Regions from separate parts of the Sus scrofa genome. Here all the other regions are linked to region 3. A link is a contact called in public HiChIP or PLAC-seq and promoter capture Hi-C data. All regions are on one chromosome and are shown on one strand. Each heading gives the region's core, a stretch centred on a gene start, on an enhancer-like site or on the middle of the called end of the contact. The rest is flanking DNA. Distances are from core to core; before and after follow the strand shown.

Region 1 (2,700 bases), core at 58-2,557, 130 kb before region 3:
ATCCAGCTAGTTACCTCTGCGTCCCCAGCATAGCGCTGGGCTCCCAATAATCCACCCCCCACCCCACCCCAGCAATAACTGGTTTTGAAAGTTTTCTCTACTAGACTCCAGCCCCTGACTGTAGGATCCCGTGCTCTTCTGGGTGCAGCCTAACAAGTGATAGGAACTGGGTTGATTTTTGTGGGACACAGTGATGCCTGGGGTGCAGGGGCTGGGGGGTGGTGGCCTGTGGCTACAGGTGAAGTCAAGGGAGTGGGGAGGAGGGAAGGAGGGAGGCTGAAGATGCCTTGGAAGGCCTTTTAGGGCCTCCTTGCCTGTGCTGGGTCTAAATTAGGGGAGTAGCTTCTTTTTTGTTGGCTGTCCCTGCGGCATGGGCATGCGGAAGGTCCTGGGCCAGGGATCGAACCCAGGTCGCTGCAGTGACAAGGCCAGATCCTTAACCTGCTGCACTACAAGGGAACTCCTGGGGAGTCAATTCTGCTTTCATTCTCCTGCCCCCCATAAGGGTGATCCCAGGGGCAGGGTGTGGCACTCACTTCCTTTTCGAAGCTGAATGGGGAAGCTTCCTAGTCCCTGGCCCCCAGGGATGCTGGGCTGGGCCAGAACTTGGCTTGCGTGTGGAGTGGGAAGTAGAAGGGAGTCCCAGCCTTAGGGGTACTGCCTTGTTCCTAGCTGTGCGATGAGGGGGACTGGGGAGAGGACCTGGGACCGTGAGAGCTGGACTAGCAGAGGACGAGGGTTCTGGAATATCGCTAGCGAGGACTGGAGGGTGTCTGAGCCCCTCCCCAAAGCCCTGTCCTTAAAGGTTATCTGCTGGGACATTGTTCAGAGAACCGGGACACACGGGGAGCCACCAAAGTCCCGTGGGGCTTAGTGCTACTCTGGGGTCCTGGCCCGGGTTACCTTTTGAAGAGCTAACCCCGCAGAGCCGAGGGTTTGCTTCAGGAGGGCGAGGCTCCAGGTCCAGGGATCTAAGTGGGACACAAGAGAGCGATCTGTGGGAGACCTGTGGAGGGAGAAGGCCAGCATCGGTCAAAGGCAGGGAATAGGCTGGGGGTCCCTGGGGTCACCTTAGTCCCAGGGGGCCGTGGGTGGAGGTGCCCGGGCACTGCCGGGCTGGATTCCTTAGCTCATTTGCAATTGGCTGGCTGGCCCTGGCAGAGCACGCCACTCAGAGCCTGAGGAGCTGGTTTGAGGGGTTGGGGCAAAGCTGTGGGGGTGGTGGGGGTGGGTGGGGCTCTGGGGTGTGGTCACCACCTTCCTGGGAACTTGGGAACCGCCTGGGGACAGGCAGACAGACTGGGAGAGCTAGTCGGACTCCTGCCCTGCTGGGAACTCTCCCCTGCTGGCTCTGTGTCCCCCACCCCCCACTCCCAGAAGCCCCCAGCTTCTCTCCCTGGAGCAAGGCTGACCGTTTGCGCATGCCCTGGAGAGAGGTTAGAATGGGACCTTTTGGTGGGTGGGTATGTAGGGCCTTCTGCTCTTCCTTTGGTCCCCCATGGGCTTCATCCAGACGCCCAGGGAGGGCAGCTGGCATTTCCCTGAGCTGCAACCATCCCACTGGGTTCCCAGGCCTTCCTGAGCATGCGCAGTTTCCTCCAGCCCTGGGCAAGCCTGCGGAGGTGTGGGGGCCCCGTGGGTGGGCCACAGCGGGCTCAGCAGGAGTGTGTGTTTTGATGGAGCCCCTCTTCTTCATCAGGGGGACAGCTGGGCTGGGCTTGGGTCTGGGGTTGCTCTTTCACCGTGGTGTCAAGTCCCTGTAACCACTTGTGTCATAGCAGCGAGATACGTGTTATTACCTATGAGGGGGGTGTCTCCGGCTGTGCGTGGTGGTCCTGGATGTGTCACCTCTGCTTGCCTCTGGGGCTCACGGGGCAGAGGACAGCAATGGCACTCCGCCCTGGTGGTGGAGGTTTCTTGGGGCTGCAGGGGTTGTAGGTAAGGACTAAAGTAAGTTTCTCCGGCCCAGAGGGGTTCGGGGGTCCCGGGGTTTGTGTCCGGAAGCCCCAGAGAGAGGGTGAGCACAGCCCTGGGATGAGGCCCTGGCCGATGGAGTCCGAGCGAGGCGCTGCACACGGCCGGTCAGGGAGGGGCATCCTGCTCGGTCCCCGGGGGCCGGAGCGGAGGTTCTAGGGGAAGGGGAAGCGCCTGGCTTTGCGTCCTGGCCGGGCTGGGGGCGGCTCTTTGGCAGCTGGGCCGAGTGGCCGGGCCCCAGCCCCTGCACTAGCGAAGCCCCGCCACTGGGCGGAGAGCTTGGCCTCCGCCTGGGCGGAGGGCGGCTCCCAAACTGATCCACCCCCCAGGGTGAGACTTCGCCGCTCTCCTCGCCCCGGCTCCTCCCGCCCCCGCAGGAAGACAACCCCCTCCGAGCTGGGGTCTTAATCCCTGGTGTTGTGGGTCAAAGCCCATTCTTTTCTGGCGCGGTGATCAGGCGTGGAGACTTCCTGCTGGGGAATGTAAGCTGTCCCCAGTTCCTGCCACAAAGAGAGGGGAGTCCCTCTTAGGGAACGAAAAAGGGATTTCTCTCCCCGCAGGAAGCATGAACTTGGAGCTCTGGGACTAGGAGTGGGAGGGGCCAGGGGACAGAGGTGGGGACAGGCGGCAGGGCGGAGCCCAGAAATCCGCCGCCGGCTGGGGTGGGGGTAGGGAGCTGCCCTGGAGGTCGAGGTGCCAAAAAGTCCAGCGTGAGGGTGAGGGGCC
Region 2 (2,700 bases), core at 64-2,563, 160 kb before region 3:
GTTTAATAAATGCTACGGTCTTCTGTAATTTCCTCCCGCCAATACTCCTTCCACCCAAACTTTACCTCTCAGAGGTACCTTCTCCTGCCACCCTAGACTCGTAGGTCTCTCAACCTGTTTCCTTCATACCACTTATCACAACTTAGAGGGTGTGCCCAGGATGAGTATGTGTCTGGCACCTTGAGCCCACTCAGTAGAGTTCTTGAAAGATGGAGTATTGGGTGGGTGGCTTGAGCAGTGCCCGGAAGAAAGTGTTACCTTGCTGCCCAGATTTATGAATGGTGCCAGGGTTTGAAATAACTGGTTCAGAGTTCTCCATCCATTCTCTCACTTTTCAGAAGAATTCATCTACTTCTTTTTTTTTTTTTGTCTGCTTAGGGCCGCACTTGTGGCATATGGAGGTCCCAGGCTAGGGGTCTCATCGGAGCTACAGCTGCCGGCCTACACCACAGCCACAGCAACGCCAGATCAACCCACTGAGCAAGGACAGGATCAAACAGGCGTCCTCATGGATACGAGTCAGACTGGTGTCTGCTGAGCCACGATGGGAACTCCAGTTCTTTTTTTTTTTTTTGGCTGAGCCCTGGGCATGTGGAAGGTCCTGAGCCAGGGATAGAATCCAACACATGCCACAGGAGTCACAATGCTGGATCCTTAACCAATGCTAGGCCACCAGGGAATGCGCATCCTGTTCTTAAATTGGGTGAAGGATTTTCAGATCTGAGCATGGGTAGAGAGCCACATACCAAATGAATTGTCAGCCCCTCCGGGGTGACAGGAGGTAGAGGGGATGTGGCTGTGTTCTCCCTCAGTCCCTCCCCTGTCACAGTCCGAGGACTGGTGCCCTCCTTGCAGTAATAGCATCCCTGAGCTTCAAAGTAGTTTAATGGGAAAAAATATCCCCAAAACCCCTCACTTTTACAGAGGGTTTCAGACTTGGCTTCCGGTTAGATGTATAACTTCTTTAGAAAGAACGTGGCACCCCGAGACCTCCACGCAGTTGTTTCCGCTCCTGTGAATGTCACACAATCACGATGTTAGGGATCTGGCGCCATCAAATTACCTCGAGCTTCAAGGAACGCGACGCTGGGCTGGCAGCTGTGCCACGTTGCTACTAAGGGGCGGCTTTCCAGCTCGTTCTCACAGTCCCCGCCTCCCTCCGCGCCTTCTGCTGCCACCTCAGGACGCGAATTGGCCATGCCGCACTGCGCAGGCGCGAGCTTTTTCCGCGCTAGCCGGCAGGCCCCACCCCCTTCTTTTTCCATTCAGCGGCCGCGGGACACCGAACTGTCGTGCGTATGCCCTCTATGCCGTCCTCGCTTTACGGCTGCTGTTTCTCCACGGCTCTCCCCTTCCCCCCTCCCTTCTCTCCCTGACGGCTTACTTTGCGGCAGCGCAGAGAGCCCCACCCCCTTTCTCTGCGGAATCACCATGGCGGCCGGGGTAAGTTTGCCGGCTCTGGCGATCCAGGTCACCGTATCCGACGCCATCCGCTGCCTCAGTAGGGCCAGCAGTGTCATAGAGGTTTTGGAGCCGAGTGGGGAACTGATCCTGGGTCTAGAGACCGTACTATTAGAGAGAGGGGCTTCCAGGCCCCGGAGGGGAACTGAGGCTGGGGCTCTCGGAGGCCAAAGAGGTGGAAGGGTCTGGGGTAGAGGAGAAAAGGGATGCCGGATCCTGGCCGTCTGGGGACTGAGAAAGGGGTTCGGGTTCATTGCCGCCTCGAGACGTGGGATCGGGCAGGTTGACAGAACTTTTGCGACCGTTTTGTGGGGCAACACCAGGGACAGAGTGAAGAAGAGGGTCTTTGTGGGCAGGTGCGGCTGACCAAGGTTCTGGGTCGTCCGGCAGGGAGGTTTGGGAGCGGGAAGAGCCTCCGGACGGTGGAGTCAGACCACCTGGACCCTGCTGGCCAGATTAATAGAAGGAGACAAGGCACCACTAGGGAAACTCAACGGCGGGACAGGACCGGAGGGATGGCTCATCGTTTTATAGGGAGACCAAGTTGACTTAGGAAGAGAAGATGCCATTCGGTCTCTCCGGCGGCTCTTCCGAGGGGGGACTTGGAAATGTCTTGGTCGGTGTGTGTGTCTTGGAAACAAGAGTGATGCTTTTGAAAGGCGAGCGGCTCCGCAGTGGAGTAAGGCAGGCGCTGGGTAACCGTGAATGAATGAACCAGGGCTCTGGGAAGGGAGGGGTGTGTGTATGTCAGCAGATGGAGTCGGAGGAAGCTAGAAGCTGTGGATTTCTTGGAGATGTATTTGAGGGGAAGAGAATGCTTCTAGAGTCGTCCTTAGGGAAGGTCAACTCTGTCAACAAGCTTTATTTAGCAGTTGGTGTGTAGTTCTGTTTGGTATTTCGGAGGACTCTGATTACACACGACAGCAGATACTGAAGAATCTGGTGCACCAGAGGGGGTAAAAGAGTTGAGTTGGAGCAGACTGGGGTTGCTCAGGGGAGTCATTTTCTGATAGCATTTAGGACTGGGACCCTTCTGGTCATTAACGTTTTCCCCATCTTCTCCCTGCAGACCCTGTACACATATCCTGAAAACTGGAGGGCCTTCAAAGCCCTCATTGCCGCTCAGTACAGCGGGGCTCAGGTCCGCGTGCTCTCCGCACCACCCCACTTCCATTTTGGCCAAACCAACCACACCCCCGAATTTCTCCGTAAATTTCCTGCCGGTAAGGTGAGTAGGGA
Region 3 (2,709 bases), core at 177-2,676:
TCAGAACGCCAGGAAGTATGATGAGTAAAGCACACGGATCTCTGGGTCCCAGAGGCTGGAGAGGGAGAGGCACTGGTCAGGAAGGGTTCGGCTGGGAGCAGCCTGTTCCATGATGGCCCCGGGGAGACCTGTGCCTGCCAGGTGGCCTGGCCAGAGGGGACAGAGTGTGGGGACACCTCCTTGAACCTCTGGTGCCGCATGGGGTCCGTCATTGTCCACAGGGTCCTCTCCCCACTTCAGGTCCATTCTCCCCAGAGCGGCCAGAGCCATCTTTTAAACCTAAATCAGATCAGGAGTTCCCACTGTGGATCAGCAGGTTAAGAACCCAACTAGTGTCCATGAGGATTGGGGTTTGAGCCCTGGCCTCGCTTAGTGGGTAAAGGATGCGGCATTGCTGTGGCTGTGGTGTAGCAGCTGCAGCTCGGATTTGACCCCTACCTAGCCTGGGAACTTCCATATGCCACAGATACAGCCCCACCCTGCAAAAAAAAAAAAAAAAAGTCAGATCATGTCACCTCTCTGTGTAAGCCCCTCTTGGCTTCCCACAGCACTCAGAATAAAACCCAAAGCCTCACCTGGTCCACATAGCCTGGGGAGACCTGTCCCCACCTGTCTCAGGCCCCATCTGTATTTCTACCCCGGCACTCAGTACCTGGGACCATGCTGGCTGGCCTTCCCCCCTGCAGGTAGGTCGAGGGCTGGGCTGTCCAGATTATTTCCTGATTGCAACTCACACAGCCCCTCTGTGGCCCAGCCTGCCCTCACTCCCATTCCTTTGTCCCCTGTCACTCCTGCTTTCTTTCCTTGAGAGCCTTCCTCACCATCTGAAATGATCATATTTACCTGTATCTTTGTCTATTAGCTGTACTCCCCCCAGAATGTAAGCTCCACACTCACCTATGACTCTCCAGGCCCCAGCACGTAGGAGGCGCTTATTACTTTTTTCTGGTTTTATAGCTGCACCCGTGGCATATGGAGGTTCCCAGGTTAGGAGTCGAATTGGAGCTGCAGCTGCCGGCCTATGCCACAGCCACAGCAACGCCAGATCTGAGCCTCACCTGCGACCTACCCTGCAGCTCACGGCAACGCCGGATCCTTAACCCACTGAGCAAGGCTAGGGATCGAACCCGCAACCTTATGATTGCTGGTCGGATTTGTTAACCACTGAGCCACGACGGGAACTCCTAAATGTGAAGATTTTGAAGGAGAAGAAGAGCCTGTGCTGGGAAGGGACTGACAGACCTTGGCAAAGAGAAGCATCCTAACATTTTTGTGTAATTACATACTTCCCTACCGCCCAAACTGCTAAAGTGTTAAGTTTTAAAATACAGCCCTGACTGAAGTAACTGCACCCTCTCTCTGACCTCCAGAGAGTTGAGCCTCTGATGGCAAAGGCCCGGCAGCCTGAGGCTGGCTGTCCTCTCGACTGGTGACACAGCGCCCCCTATGGGGCTGTTTGGAACATGAAACTTTGAGCTTTTTTTCTCGAGGCCTCAGAGGTGTCAGCTGTAAATTGGAGCTAGCAGAGGCCACCAGCTGTCCTTCTCAGAGGTACTGTCAGTTCCGTAAGTGCTAGGAGGAAAATCAAGCTTTCCAGAAGCTCCCACTGAGAAGTGTGAGTAGAGTCGGCTGGGGAGGGGTGGCCGAGGCCCAGGGCTGGGGGTTGCCTCAAGGGTCTCACAAGCGTTTGGAAAGGCAGACAGAGGAAGGCGACTGGGGTTCATAGCTGGTCCCCTAGCAGCTGCTGTCGAGGGGAAAGACAGAAAGGCTCCCTGGAGGAGGCGTCTCCTTGGGGGGAGTAGGAAGTGAGGTCAGAGCTGGGAGAGGCTGGGCCCCCTGCATCGACTGTTCTCTGTCTGCTGGGCTTGGCGCTGGTACGGGGGACATCGAGTGGGAGACAGATCGCAATGGTGACAGTTTCCATGGAGGAGGGGTCCCTTGGGTGGGTTCTGTGATGGGCAGGCCTGGGGTGGGGGAGGAGAGGCAGGGTGCTCTGGGCAGAGGCAAGACAGTGTGTGAAGCTTGATGGCCCCAGGGCAGGGAGGGAGGTGGGACAGGGCATCCTGAGAAGCCAGCGAGGCCAAGGCCCAGGGGCTGGATGAAGCCAGAGAGCACTGGGCGAGGCAATCCGTGCAGAGCCTTGAGTGACAAAGAGGCATTTGGCTTGACCTTGGTCACAAGATGCCCCGGAACGTGTAAGGAGGGGTGGAAGGCAGGCTGGAGCAGGGGCAGTGGGGAAGGAAGAGGGCCTATGTCTGGGGGATGGAGGGCCTGTTGGGGGGCGGGGGGGAGGTGGGTAAAGCCAGGGCTGGCACACAGCTCAGTTCACTGAATCTTCTAGAAGCACCACGCTGAAGGGCGGACTAGGGTGGGGTGGAGTTTGAGTTCAATGTTATTTGGACTTTGTGGTCATGGCTGTTGTTTGTTAAATGCATGTGAATGATCCCCCACCCGGGCACTTGAACTTGGATGTACACAGAGCCACCGCCCACACCCACACCCCCACGCAGGCCTGGGGCCAGCCTCTGCCTCCCTGGCGCAGCCCTCAGCCCCGCAGGGTGGGGAGTTGGCTGGAGAAATGGCCCCCGGGGGCGATTCTGGGCTGTGACCTGGGGCGCCCCAGCTGTAGACTCATGTTCTGCTCCCTGCCCCCCCAACTCACAGTCTCCCGAGGTCCCAGCCCCCTCTTCCCCACCCAGGCCCTGACCT
Region 4 (2,700 bases), core at 169-2,668, 220 kb before region 3:
ACCCCAGATCTCAGTTGCGTCTGTGACCTACACCACAGCTCATGGCAATGCCAGATCCTTAACCCACTGAGTGACGCCAGGATCCAACCTGCATCTTCATGGAAACTAGTCAGGTTCATTTCTGCTGGGTCAGGACAGGAACTCCATAATCAATCATTTAGCTTTTAAAACACAATGACTTCAAAGGTAGCTTTAGGACCTGATGTTATTGTCACTCACACTTCCATTGAGAATAGTTAATAGAGGTTAATACAGGCCTCTGGTTAGTAAAGACCTCAGAACATATTTTCTTTTTTATTCATCCAATCAGCTATTAAGAACCTGCAACATGTCAGATAGATACTGTTGCATATGATGAGATTATAGCCTTTAGCAAAATAGGCAAAGTTCCTGTTGTCAAAGAGCTCATTTTCTGGAGTTCATTCAAAAATTATAATAAAAATAGCTATATTACTTATGCAGCACTTACCTATGATTGCAGGCACAAAGTGCTATATGTTTACCATATGACCTGGTTTCGATTTTCACAAAAACCCCCTGAGGAAGTTGTACTGTTACCATCCTCATTTGAATAAGAGGAAACAGGCATAGAGAGGTTAAGTAAAGTACACAGATGGTTAGTGGAATAGCTGGCACTAGATCTAGACAGACTCACTGGAGTGGGGGCTTTTGATGAGGTGTATTAGTTCCTCATACAGTTACCAAGCCCTCAGAGTTCCCGCTGTGGCGCAGCGGAAAGGAACCCATGAGGATGTGGGTTTGATCCCTGGCCTCTCTCCGTGGGTTAAGGACCCGGTATTTGGGAACTTCCATATGCCGCGGGGTGTGGCCCTAAAAAGCAGGAAAAAAAAAAAAAAGTTACCAAGCTCTCTGCAGCTATGGGATGTGTGAGGTCGGGGAAGGTCCCTGTACCGGGAGGTTGGGGATCCTGATAATGATTGTGTGTCAACCTAGGACTGGAGAACACCTTCAGCCTAGCCAGCCCAATTTATTTGGACTTCCTGTCCCTGCCTTTCCTTTGTTCTCTCTTCATCTTCTCTTACGGACTTTCCTTTCCGGCTCCTTTCCGCTTTCCCTCTTCCTCTCTCTAATTAGCTGCTTTTTATATCGTCGTCATTGGTTATTGATTAAAATGGTTCTTACTGCTTCATTTATCAAAACCTCGAGAGCTGAACACTTTGTATTTTTGGCTGTAGAAAAATTAACTAAATCCAATTAACTACTCGTAGCTAGCTTTCGTCTGAGTCAATGGCCTTGGGAGGGGCAAAAAAGGATTGCATTGAGGGTGGGTCCACTTCCCGCTGTCACGGGGGCCGTCTCCTTCTGGGACGCTGATTCAGGCCGGAACCAATGTGTAAGAGTCACAGACGTCGCCGGACTGGTTTATCTGAGAGGCCTAGCCGCTGGTTCCTTTCGGGTTTTTCATCAGCGCGCATGCGCTGCCTGCGCTCCGCCGCTCCCGCCTCGGGCTCCGGCTAGGGCTCCGGGATGTCCGCGTTGTGCGACCCTCCCGGGGCCCCAGGGCCTCCAGGCCCTGCCCCGGTCACGCACGGTCCCGCGCCGCTCAGGTAGTCAGAGCCCCTGGCATCTTCCCCCACCCCGCGACCCCGCGAGGATCCCCAGCCTTCTCGGCAGAAATCCCTATCCTACCTCGAGAACTCGTGTCAGGGTTCTCAGAGATTCCTGGTCGGGTCTTCCCAGAACTCAGGGACTGCCTCAAAACTCTGGGCTCCAGTGCCGCACTCTCAAGATCTAGGTACTGCCTCCGCAGTGCCTAGTTACCCCAGATCCTGGCCTTGCTCTCCCAAGAGTTGGGAAATATCAGAACTCTTGGGAACCTAGGTTTCCTGTTGAGAAAGGGTTGAGACCCGAGGGAACCCAGGGTCCCCTGACTTCATGGAGACTTCCTGAGCACCCAGGCCCGGAAACCTGCAGAATGCTTCCTTCTAGCCTTTCCCTTGCCCTCCAACGGAGACCTTCCACTCACCTTAGGGTGGGTTTTTTTTGGGGGGTGGGGTGGGGAACCAGAGAGGAATGGCACAGTCAGCTTTATCGGTCCCTGGAGGATGCTGTCTTCTTTGGCAGAAAAGGCAATGAGAGGGAGGGGATTTTTGCCTCTTCCCATACTTCTGGCTTTTGAACCTCTAAGACTGAACCTTTATGTTTCAGGAGGAGAAGGGTTGAAAGGCATTGCCTTGTTTCTGCTTGGGACACCCTGATTATTGGGGCACACAGAGTTCTGGGAGTATAATTGTTGTTGATATGGTGGATGGTTAGGATGCTTGCAGAGTATGGGAGGAAACAGGTTTGGGGAGGGAAAGCCCTTAAGAAGGGGCAAGTTTGAGGTTAGGATTTTCTCTCCATTAAGAGCAAAATCCAGGAGTTCCCATTGTGGCTCACTGGGTTAAGAACCTGACCAGTATCTGTTGAGGATGCAGGTTCGATCTCTGGCCTTGCCTAGTGGGTTAGGGATCCAGTGTTCCTGCAAGCTGTGACAAAGGTCGCAGATGCAGCTCAGATCTGGTGTTGCCATGACTGTGGCATAGGCCAGTGGCTGTGGCTGCAGTTCAACCCCTAGCCTGGGAATTTCCATGTGCTGCGGGTGCAGCCCTCAAAAGAAAAAAAAAAGGCAGATGTTATAGGAACACAAAATAAACTTATTCAAGTCAAGAAATATTTATTGAGTAATTTCTGTATTCT

What was found. Promoter capture Hi-C pulls out the DNA fragments that hold promoters and counts their contacts. HiChIP or PLAC-seq counts read pairs in DNA pulled down with a chosen protein or histone mark.
Region 1: a contact with region 3 is called in a promoter capture Hi-C map of fetal skeletal muscle, with 7 times the contacts expected there. The contact joins the promoter of AHNAK here to the enhancer-like site in region 3. A contact is called at or near these places in 4 of 5 promoter capture datasets (fetal liver, fetal skeletal muscle, liver and 1 more), 9 of 47 Hi-C or Micro-C datasets (embryonic fibroblasts, heart right ventricle, liver and 3 more) and 2 of 2 datasets of contacts at active chromatin or transcription factors (alveolar macrophages and skeletal muscle).
Region 2: a contact with region 3 is called in a promoter capture Hi-C map of fetal skeletal muscle, with 5 times the contacts expected there. The contact joins the promoter of EEF1G here to the enhancer-like site in region 3. A contact is called at or near these places in 3 of 5 promoter capture datasets (fetal liver, fetal skeletal muscle and liver), 11 of 47 Hi-C or Micro-C datasets (embryonic fibroblasts, heart right ventricle, liver and 4 more) and 2 of 2 datasets of contacts at active chromatin or transcription factors (alveolar macrophages and skeletal muscle).
Region 4: an H3K27ac HiChIP or PLAC-seq map of skeletal muscle shows a contact between it and region 3, with 6 times the contacts expected there. The contact joins the promoter of INTS5 here to the enhancer-like site in region 3. A contact is called at or near these places in 1 of 5 promoter capture datasets (liver), 3 of 47 Hi-C or Micro-C datasets (embryonic fibroblasts, liver and omental adipose tissue) and 2 of 2 datasets of contacts at active chromatin or transcription factors (alveolar macrophages and skeletal muscle).

What each region holds. Positions count from the first base shown.
Region 1 is chr2:9,185,677-9,188,376 of Sscrofa11.1, forward strand. It overlaps AHNAK (neuroblast differentiation-associated protein AHNAK), which reads left to right and starts at 1,308. Exons shown (of 10, transcript XM_013994215.2): 1 at 1,308-1,436.
Region 2 is chr2:9,161,907-9,164,606 of Sscrofa11.1, forward strand. EEF1G (elongation factor 1-gamma) reads left to right here and starts at 1,314. Exons shown (of 11, transcript XM_005660798.3): 1 at 1,314-1,443; 2 at 2,531-2,689. The coding sequence starts at 1,432. It overlaps TUT1 (speckle targeted PIP5K1A-regulated poly(A) polymerase), which reads left to right. Exons shown (of 10, transcript XM_005660796.3): 10 at 1-12.
Region 3 is chr2:9,318,200-9,320,908 of Sscrofa11.1, forward strand. No RefSeq gene overlaps it. Among named protein-coding and RNA genes, the nearest start is that of SCGB1A1, 17 kb to the left of the region's middle. Within about 2 kb of position 1,427, at least 13 of the 83 cell types and tissues checked have an H3K27ac peak or open chromatin away from gene starts, as enhancers often do. A contact at or near this core is called in fetal skeletal muscle, skeletal muscle and subcutaneous adipose tissue, where this site is marked.
Region 4 is chr2:9,094,228-9,096,927 of Sscrofa11.1, forward strand. It overlaps INTS5 (integrator complex subunit 5), which reads left to right and starts at 1,419. Exons shown (of 3, transcript XM_003353823.4): 1 at 1,419-1,568. The coding sequence starts at 1,489.